Linked DNA regions of Mus musculus: all the other regions are linked to region 3. The links are chromatin contacts, called in public Hi-C, HiCAR-type and promoter capture Hi-C maps. All regions are on one chromosome and are shown on one strand. Each heading gives the region's core, a stretch centred on a gene start, on an enhancer-like site or on the middle of the called end of the contact. The rest is flanking DNA. Distances are from core to core; before and after follow the strand shown.

Region 1 (3,219 bases), core at 567-3,066, 1.5 Mb after region 3:
ATAGCTTGTATTTATTAATCAACTCTATGATTGGTCAATATGGAGTCTCTGTACATTTTCAAATTTGATGTTTATCAGTATGTATTAGCTATATAGAAAGGTTTCATTTTAACATTTTATGCCTGCATAAAAGTTTGATCATATTTGCCTCCCACTATCTACTTTACAAATAGTCCCCTATTTCATGTCTCGCCTTCCAAGTGCTGAGGATCAAACCCATGATAGGCCAAGTGCTCTACCACTGAGCTGTAGGTTCTACATGTGAAAACATACCATACTTCCCATTCTGAATGTATAAAGGCTTGTAAGTACCTTGTTTTACTTTTTAATTTATTTTTGGTTTTTCAAGACAGGGTTTTGCTGCCTAGCCTTGGCTGTCCTGGAACTCACTCTATAGCAGAGGCTGGCCTCAAACTTAAGAGGTCCCTTGCTTCTGCCATCTGAGTTCTGATCTTAAAGGTGTGCACCACCACTGCCAGCTTGCTATCTTAGTTTTCGTTGATTCAATCATTCTAATTTTGCTTTTCCTATGGCTACTCTGTTCACGTAATACTTAGATATGCCCACAGTACATTTTTAATGACGTACGTACACTAACTTATGCGGTTGGACTTATGATACTTAAGACCAATCCCATGTAAACGACAGCCCTCGTTTTCAGTGTATCCTGGCCAAGTTCACCTACATAGGCCACCAGTTGGCACTTTTAGGACAGTGTCTCACATAATCTAGGCTGGTCTTGAAGTCACTATGGAGCGGGGCTGTAGGCCATCAGTTTTACTTCCACTCAGATAACACACCTCTGCTTTCTTGCCATAACGGGTTAGATCTCAAGCTGTACAAGACGACAGCTCCAGCAAAGGGAGGTAACTCCCCCCCCCCCCCCCAGTCTTGATAAGCAATTATGGGTTGGGTGAACGCTCCTTAGGCCTAGACAAGGCACTGGGTCTCCTCTGATCCTGTCTACGTGTAAAGCTGGGAAAGTAAGCTTTAGCCGGTGTGAAGGACCATGCGAAGACCCGGGAAGTGTGACGAGGGCCTTCCTGGGCTCTTAACCACAGCGTGGCACAAAAGGCCCACCGCGGCCGGAGGCCTCCAGGTGCATCTCGGGAAGGGCCGGGCCGCGCGGCCGCTGTCCTTGGCGCCCTCGCACCGGCTCACTCCGGACCAGGATGGCTAAGCGCGGGACCGCCGGCCTGCGGGAGCCCTTCCTGCGCTTCCGCGGCCTGGGGGTGGTCTTTGTTCCCCAAGCGGCGTCGCGCCACGGGACTGTGTGTGCCGTGTCACCCGCAAGCCCGGCCTGAGGGTGCGCAGGGCGCCGAGAGGTAGTCGGAGCCCGGGGCTTAGGAGCGGCGCGGGGCGGCCCGCCACGTCCCGGCAGCGCTCGCAGGCGGGAGGCGCTCCCGCGCAGGCAGTTCGCGCGGGCTCCGCAGGGCGCGCTGGCTGCCGGGCAGGGCCGGGGCGGGGCGCGGCGCGGCGCGGCGCGGCCCGGGCGCGCACGTGGTGCGGACCGTCCTGCTCTCCGGCCAGGTCCCCAGAGCCTCGGCGCTCGTGCGTGCGGACGGGGAGGGCGCCCGCTGGAGTCCCGAGAGGTGGTCAGCGCCCGGAACAGGCGTCTGAGGAGAAAGGCAGCGCGCGGCGCCAATATTTCCCGCGCGGGCTCTGGGAGGGAGCCGTAGGCAAGAGCGGAGTGGCCGCTCGGCGGCGCGCGGGGACAAGGCTCCCACGTACCTCGTCCGGCCGCGCTGAGGCACCTTCCTGTGCGCCGCCGCCCGCTCGTCGCCCGGCGGATGGCTCCGGCTCCGCACGTGGCGGGCGGCGCGCTCCGGCGTGTTTACATTCTGCGGCCGCTCCACGTTGTGCTGCCGTCCTCTCCTGCCATTGGCCGGCTCCTCCCGGAGGGGTGGGCCCTAGGCTCCCGCTCCCCGTGCCTCTGAGGAGACTTGGGGTTCCCCACCCCAGCCCTCCCAAGGCCTCTGCCAAAACGCGGAGCCGAACCGTAGCCTGACACTCCGAGATCTAAGAGCCACCGTGAGGGGGCCCGGCGCGAACTGGAAGGCGTGCGGGAGCCTGTGGTGGGCAACCAGCATGGGGGAGGAGCCTCTGAGCCGTGCAGCCGCGGCGCGCGCAGGTGAAGCGCCGAGAGGGGCGGAGGAGCACGGTCCAGGAGGGCAGCCGTACGGCCACTCGGCGCCCGCCCGCCCGCCAGCCCGTCCGCGCGCACTGAGGGCAGGGCGCGGCGCGCGCGGGCGAGCTGGGCGGGCGCGGGTGGGGGAGGGGAAGGCGCCGGCCGAGGTGTCAGTCTGCGGCGCATGCGTGCGGGGCGGTCCGGGCCCGGCCTATATATTGAGTTGGCGCCGGCGCCAGCTGAGCCGAGCTGTGGAGGGTCTGGCGGTGAGGAGGTATTGGGGACAGGGGCATGCGGGAGCTAAGGGAACCACGTCTGGCGGGAGCCATGGGAGAGGAAAAATGGGGGGCGGGGGTGGGACAAGAAGTAGGAGACTGGAATTCAGGGGTTCCCGAGGTTGGTCCCTGTCAGGATTCTTGTCAGGAGGCCAAGCAGAGGCAGGGGATGGAGTGTGTCCCCAAATGAGAGGCCACGGCAAAGCTTCTCTGGGAGCTTCTCTGTCCATCCTCACTTGGGGAAGGTCTCCCGCGCGAGAGGATTAAGGTGGGATCACTTCACGGAGAGATTCTTAAGCACGGTTTTCTCCTTTAATTCCCCCCCCCCTTTCCTTCTGCTCTTCTGGAATTGGGGTCCCGTCACCCCTGCAAGCGACACTGCCCGCCGGGTGGGGCTGGGAAGGAGGGAAAGGAGCCTGGAGGACGTGACACCAGAAGGTTCCCTCCACCCCCTGCTTCCCCGCCACAGCCGCTCTCCAAATTGGCGCGGAACCGGCTTCTCCACAGCCCGCTCTTGGAGGCTCGTCCAGGCGCCTGGCGGCCGAGGCCAGGACGTGCCTTTCCCACCCTGGTTGTCCTGGGGAGTGCATGAATGGCCCAGATGATCATCTAAGGGTGCTAGGGGACTTTGCAAATTCCTGAACGCACTCGCGTTCCCAGTGTACAGTTAAGGAAATGAAAGCATGAATGTAAAATTACTGAGATAGCGAGTGTATTTCAGAAAATAGTGCAGTGTTTTATTTTTAAAGGTTTAGGCCACCTTCTAGTAACGTTAGTTGGTAACTTCTGAATCAGTTTTAATTTGGAACTTGAAGA
Region 2 (2,908 bases), core at 147-2,646, 1.9 Mb after region 3:
GAAGAAACTTTAGTTCACACTCAGAAAGCTAGAAGAATTTTAGCACGAGGTTGCATAGCAGGGTGACTGCAGAGAGAGTTGTACAGTATATCTCAAAAAGCCAGAAGGAAGGGTTTCCAAAGTTTTCACCCTAAAAAAAAAATAAGAATTTAAAGCGGTAGGTGTGTTTACCTTGATTACAATACATACACAAGTAAAAGCGTCTCATGGTGCCCATTAATGCGTAGAATTTTTGTGTCTATGTCATTTTAACAAGACTATTTACTTATTTATGTGTCTGCCTGTTTGCTTTTTGAGACAGTCTTGCTATGTAGCCCAGGCTGCTCTCTTATGGTGATCCTTCTGCCTTAACCTCCTGAGTGTTGGGATTATAAGTGTGTGCCAGCATACCTGACTTCACCCCGTGGAAAGAGAGGCACCATAGTAGCAGCAAACAACAGCTTTCCACCTGCAGCGGCCGGAGGGGTCTCACCAGAGACCTCTGCTCAGATGAGGCTGTGCTTCTTAACTTTGCCAAAGAAAATAATTTCAGAAGTCAGTGGGAAGCCAAATTTGAGTTAAGAGATGTTAATGTAGATTTAAGCAAGGCTTTAATAGAAACTGCATCGCTAATTGTGTGAGTGAGTGTGTGTGAGTGTGTGCATCTTAAGAGAAAAAAATCACTAAATATCTTACAACGGTCATATACAACACTGGTGGCTTCTGAAGTTAGACTGGTCAAAGGTTTCTAAAAAACCTTGTTTTCGGAGGAAGGGTCTACTTAAGTTTTATGTCTATGGGTGTTTTGCAGGCACTTAAGTTGGTGTACTTCATGTGTGCAGTGTCCAGAGACACCAGAACAGGATGCATTTTAATTGTCAAACGTGTATAAAATCTAGTGAATGACCTTTAACCACTCTCTCTTTTCAAAGGATCTATCTCCAGAATTCTTAGAGCAGAAGGATCAGCAAGACTTTGTCTATCAAGACCTTGTCTACAATACTTTAAGATAGTGTCTTTTTTTTTTTAAGTTTAAAGGAGCTCTTCTCCTTTTCACGAGAGTCCAATAATCACGCATCTGTTTTTATACTCCTAGACCTTAAAAGGGCTTGTAAAACAGGGGCTGCAACTACTGTAGCTCAGTGTCACTTGAGTAACAGGATTTCGTGTACCTCAGTGGTGCACACACTTCTATGATCCGAATCCTAATTTATTGATTTAAGTTGTGAGGCTTATCGCCTCAGCTAGGACCTGAAGACTGAAACCAAATCGGTTCGTTTTAGATCTAGCAGTCAACCGGAACCAAACCTAGACCCACGTAAAAGGAAGTGCAAAGGTACCTGCAACGGTTGTCCAATCAGAGTCGGGGGCGGGACCAGCACTGCACGCCGTGGTGCGCATGCTCGGCGCCCGGCCCGTGGTTGGCTGTAGGAAGGCGGGAAGCTCGAGCTGGTCGGCGGCAGGCGTTGGTACCTGCTGCGGGGCGCTCGCGATTTCGGTCAGCCTGCGGGGTAGGTCTCTGCAGCGGAGGCCCGGGGAGGCGCGTGCGGGGCCTGGTGCAGGATGGCGCGGGTCCCGGGGAGCTGGGCGAGGCGGCGGGAGCGCCCTCGCTGGCTGGGCAGGGGGCAGGGGGGCGGGTCCTGCGGGCCGAGCGATCTCGGAGGCCACGGCCCCCGAGGCCGCCTGGGGCCAGAGAACATCAGGTGTCAGCCAAGAGCTTGTGGAACCATCTAGCACCTCCCCTAGGCGAATTACCCACCCACTAGTTCTCTCTCGCCCTCTCTCCGCTCCTGGTTTCAACAAACAAACAAAAACACACCATTTACATTAATTATGGAGGATTTTGTAGGTAGGTAGATTGGAGTCCCAAAGTCTAAGGGGAATTTACAGTATGAAATGGAAATCTTATTACCCAACGTGGCTGGAAGCCAAAAAGCAGAAATAGCAAGGCCTGTTGCTAGCTGTTGGAGTTTTATTTATTTTCTTGCATCCTAGAAGTTGCCACACCCTCTTCCCCATGTAGTCCAGAGGAAGGCAGAGATTCTGGCTATGATTCTATAATCCCTCTTGTCTTTCCTCTCCTGGGACCTTTGTTGTTTCTGATTTCATAGGATTTTGTGGATTAAACAGGCAACAGTAATTATAAGTAATAATATTACAGAAAGTATTTGAGTACTGTGTGTCAAGCTTTGTTCTGAATTCTTAAATTAATCTCACCGTTGCATAGTCGTATGCTTGAGTGTGATTAAGAGTGAATAAGACACAAGAGGAGACACGGATTTAAGCTAACTGCAGAATCACCTGCTGGGAAGGTCATTGGTGCACAGTTATTAAGGCAAACATGATGTGCTCCAGATATCAGCCTGGGCTGGCCGTTTTCCTTGGGAGACCTAATCTCAGCCGTAGCGTGTTACAAGCCTCAGAAATCGCAGCATTTCAATAGAGCTGCCAAGTGGCTTTACATCTAGGGCCTGTAAAAAAGGTCTCAGCAAAACTAGTTTACAAACCAGCTAGAGCCGGTCGGAGATGGAAGATCTCAAGTTCAGAGCCAGTCTAGGATCTATAGAGAGCCCTTGTCCTAGAAAACAAAACAAACTAGTAAAGATGCTAATATGTTTTGGGAAATAAACTAATTTCTGTAGTTCACCTTTTTAAAAAAAAGATTTATTTTATGTACACTGTAGCTGTCTTCAGACACACCAGAAGAGGGCATCAGATCCCATGACAGATGGTTGTGAGCCACCATGTGGTTGCTGGGAATTGAACTCAGGACCTCTGGAAGAGTAGTCAGTGCTCTTACCCGCTGAGCCATCTCTCCAGCCCCTGTAGTTTACTTTTAAATGCATCAACAAATTAGATCAACAAAGCACCAGTTTCATAATTTGCTTTAAGGTTGTGCTTGTAGTGATGGTTTGTATTTGAAGAAACC
Region 3 (2,987 bases), core at 357-2,856:
TAGGAGCCAGAGAGCCTGAATGTCATTTTTACCGGTATTGAGGTGAATTAATTACTACAGTGGCCTTGGACCTCAAACTGTGTACATAGAGTCCTTTCCATTAAGAATACAAACAGCTCTCAGAATGTTAATGTGTACAATGGATTTAACTGCCTAACTTTCCCCATTTACATTTATTCATTCATTTTCTAATCAAATATTTATTGCACAGCTATTAAGGAAACGAACTATTCTAGTTGATAATGGGGAATAGAAGAGAGTGAAACAAAGACAATACATGAAGACAGAATATACATGAAGACAGCAAGTGCTATGAAGAAAAACCATAGTTGGCTCATCTATCGTCCTGACATATACTAATAAAACCATAATCATCCAATCTATATATGACATATAATAATGAGCTGCCCATAGACCAAAGCATAGAATCTAAATCATTTCCAGTGATATTGAGAGCTCACATTCAATACACATGTGTGTTCCAGTTCCAATATTCTAAATATGAGTCAAAGGAAATATAAGAGAAACCGAGAACCGGTGAAATCTGACACGAAACAGATTTAAAACATCTGTTCTCCACTCTGCTGGCTAAGCACATGGAGAAGAAAGGTGAATAACCAGTAGGGTTTTTTGTTTGTGGGTTTTGGGTTTTTTGTTTGGTTGGGTTTTTTTTTTGGGGGGGGGGGGGTTATGATTTTATTTTATTTTATTGAGAAAAGAAAAAGGAGGCACAGAGAAAATCCCTATAGTACTTTATGATGTCCCTTTGTATTTTAAAAGGCAAACGCAATACATATTAAGAAAACTAAACAAAACTCCTTAAAATAATTTGCAAGAACGAAGCATCAAGTCTCATCCCGGCCCTTGAATACACTCCTCCAAGCCGCTCCTCAACGCTGCTGGCCAGGCTGAAACTTACTTTCTCTGACTTTGGCTCAGGGTCAAGCGCCCCGAAAACTGCAAAAAGATAAAGGGCCCTCTACACCCAGCTTCCATCAGGAAAGGCAAGAAAGGGCCGGCCAATGCTCGGGCAGGCTGGTGCTAGGGGTCCCCCTCCGGCCGACTCTGCTCCTCCGCCTCCCCGCCCGGTGAGCGCGGCCTCGCCCCGCGCACACAGGAGCCTCGCTAAGGATGGAGAGGAGCGGCGGACGTAGGATCAGACCAGACCTGCAGCGCCCACCCGGCTCCCGCCCGCAGCCAGGGCCTGGCCTGCGGGGACTCTGACCTCTCCGAGCCCCGGGGCTACTGCTGCTACCGCTGCTACCCGTGCTCGGGCTACCGCTGCCCGAGCCGCTGCCGCTGCCGCTGCTGCTGCTGTTGCCGCCGCCGCCCTTGGCGTTCTTGCGCGGGGCCATCGCGAGCTGCTCCGGGGACTGCAGAGAACCGGGGCCTTGCTGAGTGCACTAGGGACACCGGGGCTTCGAGACTCCTGTAGCAGCGCCTTAGCGTCCACTGCGCTCGCTGCGCCTCGGACGACTTGCACCAGCGTGCAGCCGCGCGGTTAGCCTCGCGTGCGCCCAGCCTGCGACTCCTTAGGCTGCCAAGAGCGCTCAGCTCCCCCCGGCCTCGGCCCCGCCCACGCCAGCCTCTGCCCACCCACCAGATCTGAAAGACGCCAACACGAGCCAATCCCGAGGACCGCTGGCAGGGGGCGGGGCAGGCTACGCGCGCCTGCCCTCCTCAGGCCAAAGCTTGTCTTTTGCTGCGCAGTGACTGCAAAGCCCCAGCGGCTTGTGGCTTTCTAGTCTGCCTGGATCCTCTGGAACGTGGCAAACGTGGAAGCCGGCAGGACTCTCGCGAGCGTTGGTGTTCTGGCTCCAACGGGATGGGGCGGGTATGAGGGCGGTGCCCGAGAGCTGCGCACCACCTCTTGGCTTCTTGGGAATTTGGTTCCGGTGCCTAAGTACGACCAAGGGTGCAAGCCCTCTCTTTGAAAAGGATTTGCCACAGTTCCGCCAGTACACTGTGATTGTTGAGCCTTCCAGTGTCAAAAATAAGGATTTGTGCCATCAGTAGTTTTGGAGAACCTTTAGTTAAGACATTAAAATGTTAACATGACTCAAAAACCCTATTTTCTTAACCATGCACAACACTCTCATCACACTAATACCTAGAATTTCTTCATGTCCCCAGCCATTGATCTCCTATGCTTATGCAGTGTACTGCGTCGGGATTGAGAACTGAATATTCAAAAGAAAAATGGCAACAGCTGGATGAACCAGCCAAGGTCCAGCAGAGACCATGATCATTTGTTACCAATTGCCCACATGGTGTCTGTGGGTAACAAAAAAACATGAAGTATGTGGTGATTTAATACATTGCTGTCAATGTCGAGATCTTCCAGGAGTTCTTGGAAGCAGCCCCTTGTAGAAGACCCAGAGTGAGCCACTGCTGTGGGACGACCCCTTCTGAGACTGCAGTTTCCTCAACCACCACTGACCATCATTAGGGTCCACTGGCCTCTGCCTTGTCAGCTGTGAATACTGGGTACCGCCCGGGGAAAAAAGTGGAACCCAAGAGCCTCACAGAACAGGGAAAAAGAGGGCATCGTTTTCACACAGCCATGAAGGTGGGTGCTGCCGTCCATTCTTACTGCATTTCTTTATCTCTGAGCCTCCTCGGCACCCAGGAGTCCTCTCTTTTGAACACAACTTCTTGCCCACAAAGGACATTCTTTCAGCAGGAAACAATGATGGGAATGGGGGGAGGCAGAGAGGCAAATCTGATCCATATCACTTAATGGAAGGTGCTGATATCTAAACTACAATAGATAAATAACTCTCCATCCCCAAGATAAAAAATTTTAATTACTCACAAAACACTATTATAGAGTTGATGCTTTAAAGGTTCAATCTTAACTAGCTTCCACAAATGTTTTAATCCCTTGTGCTGGCTGATTTTGTGTGTCAACGTGGCACAAGCTGGAGTCATCACAGAGAAAGGAGCTTCAGTTGGGGAAGTTCCTCCATGAGATCCAGCTGTAAGGC
Region 4 (2,983 bases), core at 304-2,803, 1.6 Mb after region 3:
ATTAGAATCCAGACAGAAACAAAGACATTCAAACACTGCTTCAAATGTAATGCCATTTACAGCTTTATACCTTTTCTCCAGTATGTCTAAATCCCACTTCAAATGTGCAGCAACTTTAAGAGCAAGAAGCTTTAGGACGCGATTTCTCTTGTTATCAGGTGGAGGCTGGACTTGGTTTTGCTCATTAACTGAAGGTTTGGAAGCCTGCTCCAAAAACTGAACTATAAGCTGAACTGGTGCAGGATCTAGGATTTAAAAGAAATTAAATTCTTAAAGTTTTCGTTATAAAAACGCAAAAGGATTCGCGTATACTAAAGACTATGGTACTTGGGGGGCACGAAACATCTGGAGGTGTGGTCAGAGACAGCTGCAGATCGGCGTTTGCCAGCTTAATTAATAAGCAAGAGGGTCTGGGGACGATTCAAAACTGATTCATAACAAAGCATTTCACAGAGAAGAACTAAGCATTACAGGTTCCCAGTTCAAGATAAGACCAATGCCAATTGGAGGAAAGAAGTAGTGTTTTGACAGGGGTCTTTTATTGAACTGTCTCTAGCTTTGTTTCCCACCAGTAAAGTAGCGGCTAATGCCACTTTCTTCACTATAATGAAGGCTTCGCTAAGGACCGCAACCTATTTAAAGAGCTAAGCACGGAGGCTTGGCACCCTAGCCCCTAACAATGTGTCAATAGGAAAGCTCTAAAAGCACTGAGATACACTTGGTAAAACTGCCCCACCAATGATGCCAACTTTTCACAAAGTAGTCTCCTACAAGGCCAAATTCGGATGAGAACTGAGCAAACTAAAGGTAAAGACCTTACATTGTACCTTTACCAAAATGCCCGAAAGAGGAAAAGGGCCATGTTCCTTGCCCAACACGGGTATCCCTATACAACAGCCGAAGCAGCTGTTTTCGGGGGATTTATATTAATTCGGGGTTCAACAGTGAAATACACAATCCCCTGGCTGAATGAACCGAAGGCTACGGCCGGCTCTAGGCTCCGCAGAGCCGCTCTCCCCTCACGAAGTCACCCCCAGGGCCGTGCGACATCGGCGACCCGACCCCCGCACGGCGAGTGCGGGCGCCCTTCGCTGTGAGGACCGCGGCAGACCGAAAGCCTTTGTCTGAAACTTTCCGCAGACGCTCCGCGGCGACGTTCCCGGCTGAGGCACCGTCGAGCTGGGCCCAGCGGCGCCGGCCAGGCCTCAGGCAGCGGGGGACAGAAGGCAGCGGGCCGCAGACCACGCCCGCCCGCCCGCTCGCTCGCTCGCTCACCCGGACAGGCTTTGCGCAGATGCTTCTCCAACAGCGACTCCTCCAGCAGGAACTCGAACCAGCAAGTCTGCGGCGGGGTGCAGGGCCGGCTGGAGGTGGCCGCCTCCCGGTCCGCCGCCTCCGCGCTCATCCTGCCCCCGCCGCCGCTGCTCCCGCCGCCTCCGGGCTCCAACCTGACCCTCGCCCAGTCCCTTTATCCAGCGAAACCGCCCGGAACCTCTAGTCAGCTCGCACAGCCCAAGATGGCGTAGTAGTCGGCCAGAGTCCGGCCCCGGATCCGCAGCTAGCCACGCTCTCGACCAATCCCAGTTAGACTTCGGAGGAAAGGGGCGGGAACAGCAGACTGCTCCGCCCCTTAGCTGCCATGGAGTCTCCTGGCCCTTCAGAAGCTAGATTCTGGCGGGGCTCTCCAGATTCTCTGGACATTCCCAGAGAAAATGAAGCGAGTTCGATGTCTTCGTAAGAAAACCAAAGAGACCAAATCTAGTTGCTTTGTCTTGGGTGCTTTACCTTTTTGAGACTCCTTCCAGCCTAACTCCTCTCCCCGTTTCCCAAGGCTTATTACATAATTAAGATCCAACTTTCCTGGGGTTGGGGATTTAGCTCAGTGGTAAAGTGCTTGCCTAGCAAGCCCAAGGCCCTGGGTTCGGTCCTCAGCTCCGGAAAAAAGAAAAAAAAAAAAAAAAAACAAACTTTTCTGCGACTTCCCAAGACTAACTCTCGGAATAAGAAGCTAGTTAATTTTCCTCAGATCTCCAGTCTAGGCACAGTAAACCCTATTTTACGCGTTCCACCATTCTGAAAGGTCCTTAAGTATCATTATCAATAAAACTAAAAAGCATGGTGTAGTGGGGCATTCCTGTAAAACCCAGCACTTGGAGAGCAAAAGCCAAAGCCAGATTGGTCCTTCTAGAGAGTTCCTGTGATCAGCTGACTGGCCAGCTGATCCGGACAAAATACATCCAGAAGAAAGTTTGAAGAAAACTCCCAGACATCCTATACACACCTCATAGAAAATTTCAGATATGTGTTACTAAAGATGATTGTTTTCATAAAGGGACCCTGAGAAACAAAGAAAAAAATTCAGATTTAGTCAGTTTCTTTTAGATGCTTCTCCTGTTTTGTTTTGCTTTGTTTGAAACAGGGTTTCACTCTGTAGCCCAGAATGACCTGGAACTATGTAGCCCAGGCTAAACTTGAACTTGCATCCATTTTATTGAATCAACCACCCAAGTGCTGGATTATAGATTAAGCTCTTTGTGGGCTTTTTTGGGTGGTTATCTGTTGTTTTGTTTTCAGATTTCTTTTTTTTTTTTAAAGATTTATTTATTTATTATATGTAAGTACACCGTAGCTGTCTTCAGACACTTCAGAAGAGGGAGTCAGATCTTGTTACAGATGGTTGTAAGCCACCATGTGGTTGCTGGGATTTGAACTCTGGACCTTCAGAAGAGCAGTCGGGTGCTCTTACCCACTGAGCCATCTCACCAGCCCCTTTAGATTTCTTTTTAAAAGAATAAAATAAAACCATGTATAGAATATGTAAAACTATTCTATAAATATTCTGATGGATCTTATATCCTTTAGGACTAGCTGGGATAAACTGGGCAGTGGTGGCGCATGCCTTTAATCCCAGCACTTGGGAGGCAGAGGCAGGCAGATTTCTGAGTTTGAAGCCAGCCTGGTCTACAGAGTGAGGTCCAGGAAA
Region 5 (3,202 bases), core at 306-2,805, 1.7 Mb after region 3:
TTAGCGCGGTATGACTGAGGGTCTACCCCTCTACAGCACTGCGCCTCCAACCCCAGGCGAGCTACAGACCCAGATACCAGGAGAGACTGGGTGAGCTCGGAGCTGGCACTGCAACTTCGCTGGCGGCCCGTGAGGTAAACCTCGCGCGGCGGATTCTCCTGCCCAAAGAACTACTCAGGAGGCAACAGGAGCTCGAGCCCATCTCAATCTCGAGACCCTGGGGGCCGGGAAGTCAAGCACCGCAGCCCTCCCCCGCCCCCCGGCCGGACTCCCACACACAAGGCTGGGAACCTCGCCACCCCACCCCAGAAACAAGCAGAGGCCGCCCCACGAGGGCGTGGAGCCGCAGGGTTGGGTCGGGTCGAGTATGGGGGCCACCTGGATGGGGGTGGGCGGCGTGGCCTGGCCAAAACTGTCACCTGTCGGAGGGCTTGGTCCAGCTGCGGCGCGGAAGACAGGTTTTCGGCGTCTATTTTAGTTTCTTCTTTACAATCCTCTGTCAGTTCCAACTGATCCGGTCTAACTAGTACTTCGTGCAGCTGTCCCACCTCGGGGAATAAGGGGTAGAAAACAAGGGGTCGGTTTCCCCCCTTTTCAATTTGGAAATCCTTCCTCCTCCCTGGCTTTTCCTGGACGGCTCGAGCTCTACAGGCACCTAACAGCAGAATCAAAGCTCCCTAGAAACCCAGGGATCTGGTCGCCCCACCCCCACCCTACCCGGATCAAGTCGCCCAGGCCAAGGAGGGGACCCTAGCGCCCCGGGGACCACCAGCCTGGCATAGGCGTTCTGCGACTCTCAGAGAACGCGGCTCGGCAGCGAGAGGCCTTTTTCTACCTGAGCCAAGTTTCAGAAGATTTAAACGGCTCCAAGGTGGTTGGCCAACAGGTTTGATTCTGCTATGGATTCTCTAGGCCTCGGGGCCCCGCTTCATAAGCGTGCAACCACTTAAAGAAAAGTGAAGAAAAGAAAAAAAAAAAAAAAAGGAAAGGGAAAAGAAACCGACTACCCTTTCTCCAACTTTCTTCAATAAAGTTGTTGCCCCGACTCCTCGTTTGGACCAGAACATAGTAAAGTACCTTCTTGTTGGCCAAATCCACGACTTTCCATAACAGCAGGATCAGCTCCTTCTCATCCGAACCCAGCTTGGCTCCGGTGGCCCCAGCAGTGATCCCAAAAAGCACCACCAAGTAATCCGGAGACGCCGTCATGACGATAGGTGGGGAGGGGGAGGAGGGGGGCCGGGAGGCGGCGAGGTGGGGTTGGAAGTGAGAACGAGAAAACCTGTGCTAAAACCCTCTTCCAAGAGAAAAAGAAAGCGCCCACCCCCCTCCTCGAGGCCGCCAGGGCAAAAGGCGGTAACCTGCCACCCAAGCCCACACCTGGCCGGCGCTCCACACCCTGGGCAGGAAGGGGGGTGGAAGGAGGGAAGAGCAGGCCTGCCCTTTTTGTATCCAATTGCTGGTGCGTCTAAGAAAAAACCCAGGAGCCGGGCTGCACCCCCGGGAGGCGCGCGCAATGGCTGAAAGCTTTTCTGTTTTGGGATGTGGCTCTACCTGCCCGCCCCTTTTCCCCCCTCCCCCACGTGGTGCAGGTAAGAGACACCTGGCGGCGCCCGGCCATTGGCTCCTTCAAACCACGACGTGGCAGCGGTGGGAGGGGAGCTGGGGGAGGGAGAAGAGAGGGCGGGAGACAAAGGCTGGATGAATGGGGAAGCAAGGGCTGGGGGAAGGGGAGGGAAAGAGAGAGGCGGGGAAGAGCTACTTGTCACCAGGAGGGTAGCCAAGGCCAGACCAAGGGGCGGGGGGCACGACGACGAGAAGGGTCCCTGCTCGAGGACGCAGCGTTGAGGGATTTGGAGGGTTGGCTTGGCCGAGGGTGTGTGGGGGGGGGGGGGGGAGGAGAAGCTGAGGGGTCGCGCGAATGACCAAGGTGCCTAAAGGTAAAAGAAGGCCAGAGGTGAGGCCCAGGGCGCGGCGCGTGGGAGGGACGGGTCTACGGCTGCCCGGGAAGCTGGTGCGGGTAATTGCGGAACCCGGCAAACGCCGCTCCTGAGCCCAGCACACCTTTCTGTGCAAACAGCCGGAGGAGGGTGTCCTGCTGGCCCTGCCCCTCACGGCGCGGGAGGCTGGCATTCGCTCTCTCCACCTCGGGGCGAGCCTCCGCCCCCACCCCCGAGCCGCAGAACCCGACGCTTGGCTGGCTAGGCAGGTCCTGGGATGCAATCACAGCCCTCGAAGCAGCTGGGGAACCTCGGGAGGAAGGACCTGTAGCCCCTTCTCTATTGCTATAATTGTTACATCTTCGTCGTGCTGGCTGCTAATTCGAGACCGGAACACCCTCTAGGACGCAGACACAGTTAACTGTGACTTGCCTTGGCTAAGAAGTACATCTGCCCCGCAGCCCTCATAGAGATTTTTCAGTCAGGCCAAACGCACTTTTCGTTAAATATCCTGCCTTTTGTTCTTGGAGCGTGTGACTTGGCCAACTTATGCCCATAGACTCCTGCGCCTCCACCACCAACCACCCCAGCCCTGCCACAAGCCACCAAGAGCTATATAAGGTTATGTTGACACTTTAGAAAAGTGCCATCGGTGGAGTTCCCTCGAGTTTTCTGTTTTAAACCGGTCTATTCTTAGGAGCCGAATTCCGTCTGAAATATTACTCGTTTGGCGCCCGGTGTGTGGCCTTGCATATCCTTGCAGTGAAAAGAAGCGGCCACACCCTTGCAACCGCAGGAACCTATTGGTACTCTCCTGGGGGACCCTTGTCAGGACAACCTAGAGACTACGCTTTCCCAGCGGGAGCTGACTCCCGGGAGTGGGGAGAGGAGTCGGAGGCCCGCGGCGCGCGTTTCCCGGTAGGATGAGGTGCGGCCGGAGACGGGGGCCGGCGGTGCAGGTGGCAGCCGCGTCCGGGATCGCAGGCGGAGGCCTGGCTCGCGCTCAGCTCCCGAGTCCCCGGGTGCCTCTCCTGGCCCCGCCCTAGCCCCGGTGTCTCCGAGCCTGCCTCCTTGTCCCCTGGAGTCGAGGGGGCTGGGACTGGGCGGGGAATCTGGAAAAACCACCCAGATTGCATTGCAGTGGGCGAGGCCGCTTGGAGGAGCCGGTTCTGCGGAGCCGCGTCGCCCCAGGGCTCTCTAGACGTGACCATCTCGGTTGCTCGGCTCTACCGAAGAGGCAACACCTGGCAAAGGCACGAGAC
Region 6 (2,890 bases), core at 384-2,883, 1.7 Mb after region 3:
GTTGACTATTATATCCCAGCACCCAAAAGAATAGAGACTTAGCCAAGGAATTAAATATTTGTTGAAAGGACCCATTATTTTAATAAAACTGCCACCCAGTAATTGTCCTGAATAAAACACATGTTTTTAGATTACCTGTAATTCTATAACCAAAAATCATTTAACAGTTTATAGTCAACTACTTTTACAAAATGATATAGCCTTTTAAAAAGGTCCACATCATAGTTATTAAGTATAATAATTCCATCTTAAATGCAATTTCTGCATATTTACAATATCAAGTTTTAGTGGCACTGTGCGATTTTTCTCCTGTGTTAAGTATTAATGTGCTCACAAAGACAAACTGGTTTATCAACCTACCCACACAGATTTGTAACTAATCACAAAAATAAAGTTTAAAAAAAATCTTTGTCAAATGATAACACATTGCAAACACAGATATAGCTATAGCTAAAGAAAAAAGAGGAATTACATTCTTCCTTACCAGCAACCTGTTTTGAGGCTGGTTTTAGGTAGTATCTTAAATGTGCATGAAATTTAACACGAAGAGCTGCAGGAAGAGGAGGAATGGCTGAATCATGACCTCAGGGACAGGACATCTAGTCCCAGTCAGCATGTACTTCTAATAGTCTTTTGAAAAATGGCTTTCCATTGAATTCTTCAAACTCCCTTCTTGTCTCCTTGGTTCAACGGCTTAAATCTAAACCAGATAACTAACGGTCGCATTCACAACTCCACTCAGTAAGATAAAAACTGCTTTCCAGCAGAATGAAACATGTAACTGTTCATCCGAGCGAATGAAGTCCAAGAGCTCAATCGTGCATACACATCCCATGAAGTTACTATGCCACCAATACTTTTTTACACTATGTATCGTACACTGCTAAGTTTTTTGCCGCTTCCTATCTTTTGCTCACTGTCCAAATCCTCTATGGATAAATATTGCTGGCTAAACAATAAATTCCCTTGGCACTGACCCTGAGGAGCGTGCAGAGCTCTCTCCAGTCCATTAGTTTTAACCCTAAAACTGACCTCCTCCTCCCCTAAAACCACTTACATGCCCCTGCCCTTTGGCATTTGTTATCCATTAGAGCACAAGTGAACTCCGTCAGGTTCTGCGCGTCCATCCCAGATCCCAGCCTCAGTTTCCCGCGAGGGGTGCGATCCCTCCCATTCTGCACCCAAAGCTTCCAGCCTGGACCAGAACCCACCCAAGCTCGTCCTGCTTTCCACTGCGGAGCAACTCCGGACCCGCAGCCCCGCCACCCAACAACAGCTTCCTTTCCGAGACTCCTGACTTTAAGTTCCACTTCTGCGTCCTATTTCGGGAGACGAAACTTTGGGCCATTTTCTCGGCTCGCGCCCGGTTCCACTGCAAACTCGGGGGCGCGCGCCCCCGCCCGCCCTGCTCCCCGCGGCCCGCAGCCAGCAGTCAGGCCCGGCCCCTCTCCCGAGCCCGCCGCGGCAGTTGGCGCGCTACACGCCGGAGCCTTCACCTTCTTCCTTTGCCATCGTCTCCGCGGAGACCCGAGTGGCCCTACGGCTCCCGAGCAGCCCGGAGTCTCCCAAACCTCCGAGTATCCAAACCCCGCGGCCGCCCCGGCCAGCTCCCGGCTGCCGCGCCCCCACTTCCTGACCCGCCCCCCTCTGGTGTCTCCGCCAACTGGGTCCCTCCAAGGCGCTCCGGGAACCAGAGTGCAGGGAGCGGGGCCCGGCCGGAGCGTTTCGCTAGAGCGCCTCAGCCATGCCCACGATGGCCACGGGATGGCAATGCTCCTGGGAGGAGCGAGTCCCCGCCGCCGCCCTCGCTCCTTGCTGAGCCTCACAGGAAAGCAGGAGCCAGAGCAAGCTTTTCGTGACGCTGGGATCCGTCTCAGAAAGTCATAGACTGTAGGCCAGATCCAGTCCCTATGTCCGGCCGATTTTTCAAACAGAAAACGGAGTTTCAACTGCAGAGCAACGAGTCCTGGACTTGTTACGATGATTTCAAAGCCAGGCAAGACGTTCTAGGCAGGTCCTTTGGATTAGTAGATGTTTGTTTGTTTGCTTGTTTGTTTTTGAGACTGGATCTCTCTATATGGCCAAGGCTGCTCTCAACTTGCCTCAGGTTCCCTACTGCTGCAATGGCAAGAGTGATACACAGTTTGGTTTAGTAGACACTTGGCGGCTACAAAAAAGTTTGTACCAGGTTATTCCCTATTGTAATCCCAGACCGTGACAAGTAGAGGAAGGAGGTTCATTATCAAGGCCAACCTCAGCTACATAAGCAAATTAAGTTATTATCATATAAAAAAGGAAACACAAGAGAGAGCAACGTGTCAATCACGAAAACTGCCTTGAACAAAATGTTTGCTCATGTCAATATTCTGGAAGAAAGCACAATAGTACTTTATAGTCTGCTATGAGGAATGTATAGAGATTATTTCATAACAATAGAATGCAGTTTAATTTTGTTGTGCAGTGCATGACTCATACTGAGAACACTGTGGCACGCCTTCAGTTGGCCCAAAAGCATGAGTGAACAGCCACTTCAAAAAAAGGATAGCTGTCTGTCTGTCTTTCTTTCTCTTTCTTTCTTTCTTTCTTTCTTTCTTTCTTTTTCTTTCTTCCTTCCTTCTTTCCTTCCTTCCTTCTTTCCTTCCTTCCTTCTTTCCTTCCTTTCTTATGTAGGCCTCCTATAGTAATTCACAGAAACTCCTAATTTTTTTTCCTATAATGCCTGGTTTCTGGATCTGTTCTGATTCTGTGGGATCCTGATCTAGTGATATTGGGGGTCCAATCCTACATTCAGGAGGGACGGGGGGGGGGGGGTTAGAGCACTTGTTTCTGGTTAATTGGGAGTTCAGCCAGAGCCACCAGTTCTTTTTCTGCCTTGCCTTGGACTCAGAGT
Region 7 (3,243 bases), core at 230-2,729, 1.8 Mb after region 3:
TGAAAAACGTCGGTAAAAGGGGAATCCCACAGACAGCTTGAGTCCTGTTCCTTGTTTAGATAGCCTGCCAGTCTATTGTAAAATCCTGGCCTCAGCCTTCAGTGTGAAACCTCAATTTTATTTTTTTTTTATTTTTTTTATTTTTTTAAAGATTTATTTATTGATTATATGTAAGTACACCGTAGCTGTCTTCAGACACTCCAGAAGAGGGCGTCAGATCTCGTTATGGATGGTTGTGAGCCACCATGTGGTTGCTGGTATTTGAACTCTGGACCTTTGGAAGAACAGTCGGGTGCTCTTACCCACTGAGCCATCTCACCAGCCCCCGAAACCTCAATTTTAAAAAGAAGAAAATGTCCTAAGGGAAGGTCATGAGATCAAATACAAGACCTTGAACAAATCTAACAAATGAATAGACAGTGTCTAGTTGAAAGCAATTCTGGCAAACATACAGGAGAATGGAGACATTTTAAGCCTCCTCAGCAGAGCACGACAAAGAGACAGTTATATAAACCCTGAGAGGGAGATAGCCTAGGCACTGAGCTGATCCACCCCACTCTCTCCCTGATGGCCTGTTCCTACTTTTGCTGATCTGCTTTTGTTTTGCTACAACTTTGTGTCTTGATGGGTGGTTCCTGAGAGGACCAGAATAGAGAAAAATTCCTTCTTAACACTCCCTAGGACTATGTATAGTTTCAAGTGTCCAGCACTTGACAGAGAAACTATTCATAAAATTAAAACAAACACACTTTTTATTTTGAGGCAGGGTCTCACGGAGTAGTAGTCTAGGCTGGTCTGAAGCTCAAACTCTTCCTTTGTCCTTTAAATGCTGGAATTGGCAGACTGCTTGTCAGCCAGAAATAGACTTTGTGCTCTCTCTTATATTCGTGACGTTTCATTTATATACCTTTTTGAACCTTATAAGAATTAATCCTCATAATCAGCTCGTGGGATTATTCATCATATTTAACATTTTCATAAACGAGAAAATTTTCCTTTCGTTTGCTGAGACAAGTTGTCTCCCTCCCTCTTTCTCCCTTTCCCTCATTTTTTGAGACACGGTCTCATGTAGCTCAAGCTGGGATTCAACTCCTGGCTGGCCTTGTGTGTGCTCTTTTCTTCTCTTTGAAAACAGTGTCTTTTCAGATTCCCTCATTGCATGGTTTTGTTTGGAGAGCATGCCTCGTGGGAGGCATACGGTGCCGTGTGTCTAGATTTGGCACACTTTCCTATCTTCTAGAACTCATCGCCTCTCGCAGGCGTCGTGGCTCCGCTACTCCGGAGAACCACGGGATTTGGACCACTGCAAACACCGTAGTCCCCGCCCCTCTTTTTTTTTTTTTTTCCCTGCCCCTTTGGGCTCGCAGAAGGCGCCCTCCGCCGCGCTGGAGGAGGCGGGGCTTACGGCTTAAGTCAGCAAGCTGCGATGGGATTGGTGGAGGCTTGAGACGACAGCGTCCTGTTTACCGGAAGTACTGCAGTTTTCCCCCTAGCTGGAGCCTCGGCCTGGGAGGTTGGAGAGCTGCCCCGGAAGTCATCTCCCGGTCCCCCGCCCGCGGCAGACATGGCGGTGGACTCGTCTATGGAGCTGCTATTTTTAGATACTTTTAAACATCCGAGCGCTGAGGTAAGGCCTCGCGACCCGATTTCGACACGGCCCCTCAGTTCCGGTACCCCTGCTGCGGAGTCGGGGGCCGTCCGGGCGGTGTCCTCCCTCAGTCGCGCGCGCGCGGGGGTCCTCTGGTCCACACCCCCTCCCCCAGCCCGGTGCGAGCCCGGTGGCCCTGGGCGGCGGCCCTGCCTTTCTCGGCTTTGATTTGGGGCCCGCGGCTTCAGTCGAGTCAGTCGCGCTGCTGACAGTTTGTCCTGTCAGCGTTGAGTCCTGCGGAGGGTCCTTGGTCTCAGGTGTACTTCGGGTGGGATGCAGGCGTGAGCTTGGGCATCTGGTTTTTGACAGTAGTGTCGGGTTCTGGATGCCCTCAGGGTACGGACTATCCAGGATCCTAAGTCCTCTTCTATCTCTCTTCTAACGGCGGTCTCATTGCTCAATTTGTCATAGCACTTCAATAGTTTGGGAAGGAATTCACCTATTAGGACATGACAGATCTACGAGAATCTCCTTTGCGTGGAGGACACTTGCGAATCATGCAGTATTGAAGGACTAAAGACTGTCATTAGAAAGCAAGTCTGTTGTTTTCAGGGGACGAAGGTGGGGTGTTGCGTAGTTTTGTGTACAGAATTACTTTAGCGTCCCTGAAAGGCCTTGGAATTCTTAAGTTGAATGTACTGAATGTAGCGAATTAACGAAGATTCGCAAAAATGAACTATAACGAAGTCCACAGAGAAATTCGGCTGCGAGGAAGAGAGAGTAAATGAACAAGCCTCATATTTGTTTGTTTCACCGGAAACCTAATCATTTCGAGAGTCATTCTTTGGGGATTGTCTTGTTTCTATGAAGACTGTATTCTTTTTTTTTTTTTTTTTTAAGATTTATTTATTTTATGTATGTGGGTACGCTGTCGCTGTCTTAAGACACACCAGAAGAGGGCATCAGATTCCTTGTGAGCCATCATGAGGTTGCTGGGACTTGAACTCAGGACCCCTGGAAGAGCAGTCAGTGCTCTTAACCGCTGAGCCATCTCTCCAACCCTACTGTACTCTTAATATGACAACATGAAAGTAGGGTAGAGTGTCTCCTATTCTTTCTCGGTTGTATGTCCTGGGTTTAGACCGTACCTAGGAAAACATAAGCATCTGAATGAGAAGAGATTTAAAATGTTCTCTTATGAAGTAATGAAATGAGTACGGCTGCATTTTCTTGAATAAATGAATGAGTGACTGCTGGGCTATGTAATTCCAGCCAGACTTGAGAAAACGCAAAATGGCTGCCAAACGCAAAATTGTTACCAGAACAAACATCTTTATGGAAGTAGAGAACAATAAAATTTAAAGAAAGAACCAGGCATGGCATTAATGTTTTTTATCCCAGTACTTGGGAAGCCCAGGTAGGCAGATCTTTGTGAGTTTGAGGCCAGTGAACTCTCATAGCAAGTTCCAGGACAGTCAGGGTTACATAGTAAGAGTCTGTCTTAAAACAATTTTTTTTGGAAGAAGCATACATACCTAGTACTAGTCTACCAAGCAATTTGTCATTCTTTCAGGCTTTTCTATCCTTCGTTCTTAGACAAAAATTAAGGATCCTAGGAAAACAGAGCAGGTTAAAAAAATACTCTCCGGGAGTGG

The links. Promoter capture Hi-C pulls out the DNA fragments that hold promoters and counts their contacts. A called contact is a pair of places that touch in the nucleus more often than the background predicts. HiCAR-type assays count read pairs that join an accessible place to other places. Capture Hi-C pulls out chosen DNA fragments and counts their contacts.
Region 1: a contact with region 3 is called in a promoter capture Hi-C map of liver, with 5 times the contacts expected there. The contact joins the promoter of A630034I12Rik here to the promoter of Asph in region 3. A contact is called at or near these places in 6 of 39 promoter capture datasets (cranial neural crest, frontonasal cranial neural crest, hippocampal neurons and 2 more) and 3 of 115 datasets of contacts at active chromatin or transcription factors (astrocytes, large pre-B cells and pancreatic cancer cells).
Region 2: a contact with region 3 is called in a promoter capture Hi-C map of adipose tissue, with 6 times the contacts expected there. The contact joins the promoter of Rad54b here to the promoter of Asph in region 3. A contact is called at or near these places in 1 of 39 promoter capture datasets (pre-B cells), 1 of 484 Hi-C or Micro-C datasets (CD8 T cells) and 1 of 9 other capture datasets (adipose tissue).
Region 4: a Hi-C map of muscle stem cells shows a contact between it and region 3, with 5 times the contacts expected there. The contact joins the promoter of Ints8 here to the promoter of Asph in region 3. A contact is called at or near these places in 6 of 39 promoter capture datasets (the 3T3-L1 cell line, cranial neural crest, liver and 2 more), 1 of 484 Hi-C or Micro-C datasets (muscle stem cells) and 1 of 115 datasets of contacts at active chromatin or transcription factors (embryonic stem cells).
Region 5: a promoter capture Hi-C map of cranial neural crest shows a contact between it and region 3. The contact joins the promoter of Esrp1 here to the promoter of Asph in region 3.
Region 6: a contact with region 3 is called in a promoter capture Hi-C map of pre-B cells, with 3 times the contacts expected there. The contact joins the promoter of Dpy19l4 here to the promoter of Asph in region 3. A contact is called at or near these places in 3 of 39 promoter capture datasets (cranial neural crest, liver and pre-B cells).
Region 7: a HiCAR-type map of astrocytes shows a contact between it and region 3, with 2.3 times the contacts expected there. The contact joins the promoter of Virma here to the promoter of Asph in region 3. A contact is called at or near these places in 3 of 39 promoter capture datasets (cranial neural crest, hippocampal neurons and liver) and 1 of 115 datasets of contacts at active chromatin or transcription factors (astrocytes).

Annotation. Positions count from the first base shown.
Region 1 is chr4:11,189,414-11,192,632 of GRCm38.p6, forward strand. It overlaps A630034I12Rik (a long non-coding RNA gene), which reads right to left and starts at 1,817. Exons shown (of 3, transcript XR_001784240.1): 1 at 1,732-1,817. It overlaps Ccne2 (cyclin E2), which reads left to right and starts at 2,296. Exons shown (of 12, transcript NM_001282943.1): 1 at 2,296-2,402.
Region 2 is chr4:11,557,524-11,560,431 of GRCm38.p6, forward strand. Rad54b (RAD54 homolog B (S. cerevisiae)) reads left to right here and starts at 1,397. Exons shown (of 15, transcript NM_001039556.3): 1 at 1,397-1,490. LOC115489931 (predicted GPI-anchored protein 58) reads right to left here and starts at 2,296. Exons shown (of 3, transcript XM_030253962.1): 1 at 2,281-2,296; 2 at 1,320-1,769. The coding sequence starts at 2,296. It overlaps Gm35693 (a long non-coding RNA gene), which reads right to left and starts at 1,303. Exons shown (of 3, transcript XR_390401.4): 1 at 1,152-1,303; 2 at 391-508; 3 at 1-130.
Region 3 is chr4:9,667,556-9,670,542 of GRCm38.p6, forward strand. It overlaps Asph (aspartate-beta-hydroxylase), which reads right to left and starts at 1,607. Exons shown (of 24, transcript NM_023066.3): 1 at 1,226-1,607. The coding sequence starts at 1,355.
Region 4 is chr4:11,252,706-11,255,688 of GRCm38.p6, forward strand. It overlaps Ints8 (integrator complex subunit 8), which reads right to left and starts at 1,554. Exons shown (of 27, transcript NM_001159595.1): 1 at 1,276-1,554; 2 at 71-245. The coding sequence starts at 1,405.
Region 5 is chr4:11,385,228-11,388,429 of GRCm38.p6, forward strand. It overlaps Esrp1 (epithelial splicing regulatory protein 1), which reads right to left and starts at 1,556. Exons shown (of 16, transcript NM_194055.3): 1 at 1,078-1,556; 2 at 420-548. The coding sequence starts at 1,209. It overlaps Gm35631 (a long non-coding RNA gene), which reads left to right and starts at 1,905. Exons shown (of 2, transcript XR_390400.3): 1 at 1,905-1,957; 2 at 2,638-3,202. RefSeq lists an enhancer at 1,796-1,825.
Region 6 is chr4:11,320,504-11,323,393 of GRCm38.p6, forward strand. It overlaps Dpy19l4 (dpy-19-like 4 (C. elegans)), which reads right to left and starts at 1,634. Exons shown (of 19, transcript NM_001081201.2): 1 at 1,497-1,634. The coding sequence starts at 1,512.
Region 7 is chr4:11,484,479-11,487,721 of GRCm38.p6, forward strand. It overlaps Virma (vir like m6A methyltransferase associated), which reads left to right and starts at 1,480. Exons shown (of 24, transcript NM_001347055.1): 1 at 1,480-1,627. The coding sequence starts at 1,565.